2 separate regions of the Mus musculus genome follow, and region 1 is linked to region 2. Evidence: chromatin contacts called from public Micro-C data. All regions are on one chromosome and are shown on one strand. The core of a region is the stretch at or near the end of the contact, and the rest is flanking DNA. Distances in the headings are between cores, read along the strand shown.

Evidence for each region. A called contact is a pair of places that touch in the nucleus more often than the background predicts.
Region 1: a contact with region 2 is called in a Micro-C map of muscle stem cells, with 4 times the contacts expected there. A contact is called at or near these places in 3 of 39 promoter capture datasets (hematopoietic stem and progenitor cells, neutrophils and trophoblast stem cells), 13 of 484 Hi-C or Micro-C datasets (B cells, the G1E-ER4 cell line, Th1 cells and 7 more), 21 of 130 datasets of targeted methods (the 230-238 cell line, bone marrow-derived macrophages, double positive thymocytes and 15 more) and 2 of 9 other capture datasets (liver and pancreatic islet).

The regions. Positions count from the first base shown.
Region 1 is chr15:57,979,030-57,983,748 of GRCm38.p6, reverse strand. No RefSeq gene overlaps it. Among named protein-coding and RNA genes, the nearest start is that of Fam83a, 4.5 kb to the left of the region's middle.
Region 2 is chr15:57,710,986-57,715,425 of GRCm38.p6, reverse strand. All of the region lies in intron 1 of Zhx2 (zinc fingers and homeoboxes 2), which reads right to left. Among named protein-coding and RNA genes, the nearest start is that of Zhx2, 19 kb to the right of the region's middle.

The DNA.
Region 1 (4,719 bases), core at 1,604-4,103, 270 kb before region 2:
TGGAACTTACCTCTTCACAGCCCTCCCCCCAGTTCTTGGCCCTTCACAGATTCCAGATATTCTAGTCAAATCCTTTAGAAGAGTCAGAAGACATGAATGTTGGTACCACTCATCACCCCACCCCGTCCCTGTACCCTTGTCAGACATTACTAATCGATCACTGAGCTTTTTCTGAGTGAGCTGGGAACTAATTTCCCAGTGTAGCTTAGAGGGGAGCAGAGAATTCATCTGGAGACATCAAGAGAGATCCTAGAATATGAGACAGTCTACAAGACAGACAAATGGGGCAGAGACGGTTAAACTGAGGAACGGAGGCACAGGGAGATCAATTAAATTCCTCAAGCTCTCAGTAGCAGAGGCTGGGCTGGGTTCTTCTCTGAAGTTCTTGCTCCTCTCTGGAACCTGAATTTTCTAATTGCTAGAGGTGTGTGTGTGTGTGTGTGTGTGTGTGTGTGTGTGTGTGTGTGTAAGAGAGAGAGAGCCAGAGAGAGAGCGAGAAGGGGGGGGTCTTGCTCTTTTGTCCAGGCTGGCCTGGAACTCACCATGTAATTCATGTAGTTCACGCTGGATTGAACCCTCAGTGACCTTCCTGTGTCAGCCTCCAGCATGCTGAGATTATAGGCACAATCTTAACCACACCTGGTTTTGTAATTACTAGTTCAAGTGAGAATCCTCTCTGGGAGCCCGATAAATTTGTAGAGGCAGTAGGGGCAGGGAAGGCATGTCTTAGCTTCTTGGTACCCCAAGTTTCCATCCCAGTTAGGGATTAGCACAAAGTCAGCACAAAGTCAGTGTCTGTTGGAGCAGTAACTGGTTAAGAGCCCCAGACTGAGAAGCTGGGTGGTATGGACAGAAGACACTCTCATGGGGACCAGGGCTCGCTTGTGTACAGGATGGGAAAAATCTAGAGGCTGTGGCTGGGCCCTGGGGGAAGAGCACCTCCCCTGTCACTTCACATCAAGGCCCGTAGCACTGAGAGAATCATACAGTCTTGTTACCCAGTGACCTAAGATGTGAAATTAAATTAAAAATTAGTTGGCGTATTAATTAGACAGGCAAATCACTCCCTGTCAACATCAATCAATTCTTTTAGGCATAAAATCAGAACAGCCAAGGCAGGGCAGGGTGAGGTTCTCCAACGTGTGCCTGCTGGAGACCAAGGCAGTGGGTAGGAAAGAGAAGTGTCTGAGGGTTCTGCCAGGTGCCCCAAGTCCCATTCACCCACAAAATCTTCTTCAGCTGCTTTTTAGAGGAGCCTCTCCCTCCAGCTTGGTCTCCACTGGTCCTATCTTGAGCATCTTACAAAATTCCAGAGCCCTTCCCAGCATCCCCCACTGCGAGGACTGTGACTCTTTTGTCTCTCACCTTTGACTCGAGGTCCCTTGCTTGAGATTTCTGTCATGCATAAAGACTACACAAGCTACTCATTTTTGCCTAGCAAACACCAAGGCGCTTTCTAAAAACTAAGATATCACTGACACCCACTAAAGTTCATCCCGGTGACTGCGCTGCTGCTGAGTTGAGACCATAACCAAACAACGTTGTCATCACCACTAAGTCCTTCCAAAGTCACAGACAGCTTCCCCTCCATCAGCCCTGATAAGCCACCTATCACTTTCCTGTCTCTAAAACATTTTGCTTGTCCCTGGGTGTCACATAATTAGAAGTACACAGGGTTAGATCTCCGCATCTGGCTTCTGGCTTATTTTGCTTAGCATAATGCATTGTGATTCACCTATCTGTGCATCGGTAGCCATTGTCTAGATGTACCATAGTTTGTTTATCCAGTTCCCAGCGAAAGGACATTGGGTTCTCACTTGATAGGTTTAAGAATAAAGCCACTACAAATGATTGTATGCAGAATTTCATCTAAACCAAGTTTGTATCAATTGGGTAAATATCTAGGACACTATTTCTAAGTTCCACGGTAGATGTTTTTTATGACTTTGTAAGAAACTGCTGCGCTGTCTTGCAAAGACTGACTTTATGCCCATCAGCAATGAAGGAGACTTTGGTTGCTCCACACTGCTGATGCAAGTGTGTGCCCACCTGCTGAGTGTGTGGAAGCCAGAGGTTAGTGTCAGGATGTTTTCTTCCATTTCGTCTCCATCTTTTCTTCAGGTCTCCTTTAGCTTGGAGCTCTCTGATTCGGCTATACTGCTTGGCTATTGAGCCTCCTGGAATCTGCTTGTCTCTGCTCTCCCAGGGCAGGGGCTACAGATGCATAAGCACCACACTTGCTACTTCACCTGAGTTCTGGGGTCTCAACTCCGGTTCTCATGCTTGCACGGAAAGCATTTTATCCGGTGAGCCATCTCCCCACTTGTGGTGTATAAATTTTAAGAAATGACATCATGCGTTGCTGATGACCACACTTATACAGTTTGCAGACCCAGTGGCAAAACACAAACATGGAGTCCCTTGTTCAGAAGAGAAGGAAAGAAAATACTATTGGAGTTACTGACTTTCTGTGGTCTTTCTCTTGGCTTCTAGTAGGCTGTTTGGTCTGCTTTTTAAATTTGTTCTTGGATGTTTTCCTGTGTTCTGGGGTGTGTTTGTATTCATATTCTGAGCAGAGACAAAGGTCTAGATGCACACAGGACTCTCTCACAGGCTCAGGCTCGGGGTCGCACCGCTGCTGCTATAAATGAGGGAATGCCAACTGACTTCTGTGGTTCTGGGAAGCTGACCAAGAACGCACTCCCCACCGGGACCCAGACCTTCTAAGAAGAGTCACTTTATAACCAGATTTTCTCTCTGGCTATTGATGGAAGCCGCTAAGACAGATGAAGCAACTCTGTCAAGCATAATTGTGCAATCCAAGCACAACACGGTGGTTGAAGGAAGGTCTGGGAGCCGATGTCACTGATAGGAACTGAAAGCCCTGTGAGCTGGCACGCCAAAGCCACACACCCATTAGCTTTGTGAACCGGGGCCTCATGGCTTTGTGTGTGTGCTGACAGGAGACACTGCCCCTCACAGCTGTTGTTATAGGGCTGGTACTGGAACAAAACTTATCCTGTTCTGGGTCTGATCTTGGAAGGAGCAGGCCCAGAGTTGGGCCTCAGGGCTGCTGCACCCACCACCTGTCTCATCAGGCAGTAGGAGAGGAGTGGGTGGCTCCTTTCAGGAGAGTGTTAACCCTTTCTTCTCTGGCTGTCCTGCCCATCCAGAACATGGAGAGTCATAGTACCTATGACTCTGCTTCTGGATAATTTAGTGGAAAGGTTCATTTGGACAACAACAACAACAACAACAACAACAGTCCCATTGTGCACATTGTGCAACGTTGTAACTCTTCCATCCCATGAAAACAGAGGCACAGAAGGGAACCAGCCCTGCCTGCAAAGGTAGATCTGTTTCTCTGCAGCAGGGGGATGTCTCAAATGTCTCTTGCCATCAATCTTCAAATGTTCCCAGTTTCCACAGAGGTACAGCCTGCTCTGCTGCCAGGAAAGACAGCAGGTAAGAAACCATCAACACAGAGGATCCCTGTCTCACAAACAAACAAAGGAAAGGGGGGAAGGAAGGAAGGGAGGGAGGAAGGAAAGAAGGAAGGAAAAGGAAGAAACCATTAAGCCAGGCAGTGAGATGGATCAGCCAGCTGGTAAAAGGTGATTGCCACCAAGCCTAATGACCTGAGTTCAGTCCCCTGGATTCCCAAGATAGAAGAAGTATGGCTTTAAGACACACACACACACACACACACACACACACACACTGAATAAATATAAAGAACTAACCTAGGCCTATGGGGGCTCACAGAGACCGGGCCACCAACCAGGAAATATGCAGGCACTGGACCTGGACTCCCTACACGTTGTAGTAAACGTTCAGCTCTGCTTTCATGCGGGTCCCCTAACATGTGGAGCCAGGGTCTCGGTCTCTGTTCCTTGACATTGGATCCCCTTCCCCCTACCTGGACTGGTTGGGCTTCAGTGGGAAAGAATGCACCCAGTCCTGCTGGGACTAGATGTCTCAGAGTGGTCCCAAGGCCCCCCTCTCCCCCTTCTTTGAGGAGGAGAGGGGACAAGGGGCAATGGGGCGAAGGGACTTGTAAGGGTGGGACTGGGACAAGAGGCAGGGGGGCTGTGATCGGAATGTAAAGTGAATAAAAATAAATAAATTATTGGAGGAAATAAATAAATAAATATAAAGGAATGTAAGAAAGCAAAGGGAAAAAAAAGCATGAAAACAAGCATGGGGCCTTGAAATGAAGCAATCAAGCAAACATGCCCCTGAACCGTGGTGAATGTTACAGTCAGGAAGAGGGCAGGGTCCGTGAGAACACAGCACAGAGGAGCTCCACCCAGCTCAAGGGCAGATGCCTCAGGAATGATGAGAGGGGATGAGGGGGGTGTCTGCCTGTGTGGGGGGAGGGTGAGATGGGCCCTGGAGGTACCCGAGGATGTGGCTCCTAGTGGGAGGGTGAGCCAGGCCCTGAAGGTACCCGAGGATGTGGCTCCTCTTTGTGGTAGAGCCATGAGGTTTTGGGGGGATACGGTCAAAGTCACTGTAACATTAGTAATGGCCACTCTAGTCTCAGGGAGCCTATCGAGCGCTTTGGGGAACATCTGGCCAACAGCAGGGGTAAGGCTGCTTCATTCTTGGATGCTGCCAGTAACAACAGGCTGCCTCCTGCCTAGCTGTCCGTTCATCAAGCTGAACCCAGGCTGGGGGGACTGAAGCCTTCTGATGCCCTGGACAAAGAGCTGTTCC
Region 2 (4,440 bases), core at 1,581-4,080:
AAAAAAAAAGGATTCCCTCAATCAACAGATATATAGTTTTCAAAACCCTTAGGAACAAATGGTTTATTTTCTCCATTAGCAGAAGCTTAAAGGGATAATACTTTCAATTATATTATTCAGTAACAACGCTATTTAGGGCCTGAGTGATGGTCTGATTTGTAGTTAATAGGTCAGTAGCTCACTCACTGGAAAATCTCTGAGTCTGCCCACGAGGAGTCAGGCCTTGCTCCATCTCTGATGATCTAACAGGGACAGCACGAGCAGCTCCCTGGCAGGCTGCTCCGGGTCAGATCCCCCTGCAGACCCACGGCCCGCCTGCTTTACCCTCTGTGCCACCATCTTCATCACTACAGCAACCTCTCTCCATCTCCTGCTGAGCTCTGACAGTGGGAAGAAGGAAAGAGAGATGAAAGTCAAAGGTCCAAGTCATCGGGTAGAGATCCCAGCTCTCCTTCGCCACTGTGAGACCAGAGCGAAAGACAGTCCTGAGCCTCAGGCTTCCAGCCTGCAGAATGGGGCAAGGGCAACCCTCACCGTGAATATAGCTTGCATGTCTCAGTGTATCTAGCAGGGTGTCTGGCTGGCCTCATTAGGCATGGGTCAATATTGGCCGGTATACCAGCTCTTAAATGGGACAGTCTTTCTCCCAAGTCCCAGGCCAATCCCACTCTGGCTCCTTCAGGCAGAACTTCCAGCCTTGTCATCTAGTTCTTGTCTAGTTCTTGGGCTTTTTGTTTTGTTCTGTGGTTTTGTTGTTGTTTTGTTTTTGTTTTTTCTTTTTGCTCTTGCAGATCCTGTTTAATCCTGCCTGTCTATAAAGCAGTTCATAAACTCTCTTGGCATTGTGTATGGCACTTCTTTCTTGGATACCTGACTCAGCTGCCTCTACAGTACTCCATGGTGTAGGCAGTGTTTATGAGTTTTTTCTAATGTGTGCTTGTAATAAAGCCTGTTTGTGTCCATTTCCACAGATGGGAAAACAGAGGTATAAAGGCCAATGGAACACTATAATTAAGGAAGGATCATAATATTTTGTGAGACAACCCTGAGAAGTGTGGTCTTCTGTGGTGCCCAGTTTTACAACAGGATTTAGTTCTAGCTGTCCGGCACAGTGACTTGCTTGTCTGGACTACCTTCTCTTATTGGACTTTCTCCGTGCTGGCCACCAGTGGTCCTCCCCTTATCAAAGAACTGTTTTAGGACAGTCTTTGCCTTGGGGTCTGCTCCTAAGAAGCCTGAATCCAGACAATCATGGTATCAGAGCACAGAAGAGCTTGGGGTAACTTTCTTGGTTGGGGTAGGGTTTCTCTTTGTAGCATCTGCCTTGCTCATGGGGACCCACAAGCCTCCCATCCAGTCTCACCTCTGCACATGGCACGAAGTGATGCAAAGAGTGAATGATTTTCAAGAGGCAGACCTGGCTTTGCATCAGGTGACTCTGGGGGGCATTAGGTAACTCCCTGGAGCCTAGTTTTCTCCCCTGGGAAATGGCAGCAGCACCTACTGTGAAGAACTGTGTGGATTAGCAAGTGTGAAAATATGAGCGGAACACCTTCCACAGGGGTGCAGGGTGTCTGGTGCCTGTTGGGGGCAACCAGCTTGCTTTGCATTCTAACTGCCATCTGCACCTGGCACCTAGACACGGGAGGCTCCTAGGGTCACACTCTCCATGTCTTCCCACTCTAGGCTTTGCTCCTGCTCCTGGCACAGCAGCAAAGACTTGATGTTTGTTGGATGAGTAACAAAAATGAAAGACTCCCTCCAGAGAACCCACCCATGAGTGATGATGGAGTTTCTGGAACATTCCTTCACTGCTCAGTCTTAGTCTCGAGTCCCTACAGGGATGCAAGCATTGTTCTAATTGCTGACAATGCAGTGGCAACCAAAGCCCACTACGCGTCCTTCTCTGGGGTGGCTTACTATCCAGGGGGGATCAGAGAGCCTACAGGAAGGCCTCCAGACTGATTTGGGACACTTTTCGAAGAGTTTCCACACCCAAGAGAGTCAGGTTTAATGATTAAGGTATGGTCAGGTATGAAAGGGGTTTCTAGAAACTTCTTAGGTGAGTGCAGTGTGCTGCCAGGTAGAGAACTATTGGGCCAAGGGAAAAATAAGGACCATTACAGAGAGTGGAGAGGGATGGGAAGACAGAAAGGGGAGTAATTTGGACCCGGGGTCTTAGTGGGACGTTTTCACACTTCCAGGGGGCTAGACACAATCTGGAGTTTCTGGGGGAAAGTGAAGAGGCTAGGGCACCGCTCCTAAACACCAGCTCACAGCCGAGGCCTAGGACAACTCCAGAACAAAGACCCATCCAAGCCAAGCAGTCCTGGGCTTGGGTATGGGTTATAGGATAGATGAACATGACTTAGGGACCAGTTAGAGAGCATCCTGTTTGGGGGAGAGCTGAGACTTGGATGTCACAGTAGAGAAAGCTCCAGCAAAAACCTGTGAAGGAAGGGGAAAATCCCTGTCTCTCAAGTGGGAACCCTCAGCAAAAAGATGATGCCCCACCTGCCCGCCTAAGAGAGGGGCTACACTTGTGCTGGCCATAGTCTTTTGGGACTGTCTGGGGCTGGAAAGAGAGAAGGTTGGAGTTACTACGCTGTTTTTAGTTTTCTATCTTCACTTCCTTCCCAGTCTCGCAGCAGGAGTGGGGTCAAGAGGGTGGGGGTCATTTATATATCCTCAATATCATCTTCTGACTCAGCTCCCCTGTAGTTACCACCCCTTGATCCCCAAGAGTTCTGACTCCAGGAGTGGCGGAGTTCTCCAGAGAGATAGCCTGCTACTCTCCTCTAGCCCTGGAAAAAATGACTTCCTGAGAGAAACTGGGATCCACGGGGCAGTAAATACACATTGCATTCCAGAAGGGGAGGAGGGAGGGCCCTGTGGCCAGCTCCTCAGTACGCATGCGCCCTCCCCTTACAGTGACCCACTCACTTTTCCATCCAGGCTCTGGGACTGAGAACTTGCCAGCCTTTTCTTTCCTCTCCACCCCCTGCCACCCTTTCTTTTTCCCTTTCTAGCACCTTCTCCTTAAATCGGTTACAGACAGTGCTCTGGAACGCACTGGCTTGGACCTGCAGAAGGCATGCAAGGCAGTTGGCTTGCTCAGCACTGTGCAGGCTTTCCAAGGAACCGTCAGGACAGATTCGGCTCCACAGGAACAGTTTAGGTGGCAAGTCAAGTTCTCTTACAAGAATTCCAGAAAGGCTTAAGTCAACTGGTTACTCCCAAGAACTTGGGAGCCAATGGACTTCTGATAGGCTAGTCCCACCTGCAGATGCCTGTCAGTTTGAACTGGGCAGAGCCAGCCCGATGGGTAGCCCACTGAGAAACAGGATTCAGAGCCCAGAAGGCAGGTGGGGGAAACTTAGGCCACGGAGGGGTGAATGACTAGCTCAAAGACAGCAGCAGGATGGAGGAGTTGGCTTCCGCTCTCCCAAGCCCTGCCTGTTCATGAACTTCTCTCGGGCTGTGTGCTCCATAGTAGAAAGTTCCACGACAGCATATCCAAACAGAGAGAGGGTGGGCCATTAGCTACAATCCTACTTCAAACAACGCATTTTGGGGACGGTGAGAGGATACAGTAAATATTTGTGTCTCTTAAGATCCTGAATTTACTTTCTGAAATAAAAACACCCATCATGTTCCCCAGACTCCCCCCCCCCCAATTTAATAAAATAAACTCCATATCAAAATATTGCTCATTAGAAAAGCTGTCAATCTCAACCTATAAAATTCATCTCGTCTTTACAAAAGGAGTCATCATGGGAGAGGTGCAGGAATATGTTGACTTAAGTAACTATCCTATTAAAAATGATAATTTGCCCAATAGGTCCTGAGACTTTTATTACATATATCCAAAATGAATAGATAATTAGCAATAATGAGCCCCTGACTGATAACCTAGGATTTGGGGTGCTTTACAGATTTGCTATTAAACAAGCCTCCAAATGCTATACAAATGTATAGCTTTTTCCATTTGCCAAAAGTCGGGACGGACAGAGTGAGGCGTCTACAAATGGGAACTCCACAAAGCAGACCACCAGGTTGCATGTGTGTCTGCGGATGCCAAGGTTGTGCAGAGAGTCCAAGCAATGTCCTAGCAGTGTGTGCACCTGTCTACATGTGCAGAGTAATTCCAGATGTGGGCTTGATTTTGCTTGCATGTCTTCCAGGCAAGCCCCCAACATGCATCGGAAATGAGGAAAATTCTCTCTGTTCTTGCCTGCCTCCCTCCCTTCTCTCCTTTCCCCCACTCTCCCTCCCTCCCTCCCTCCCTCTCTGTCTTCTCCCGGGAAAAGACTTGGCTTGTAAATGACCACCCGCTACTCTCATGATTAACTCCAGCATTGCCTTTGGGGTTACCAACAGCACAGGGTACAAAGATGTCTCATCTGTTGCCAGGACAAATCACCAGTGTGCCAAGTCTCC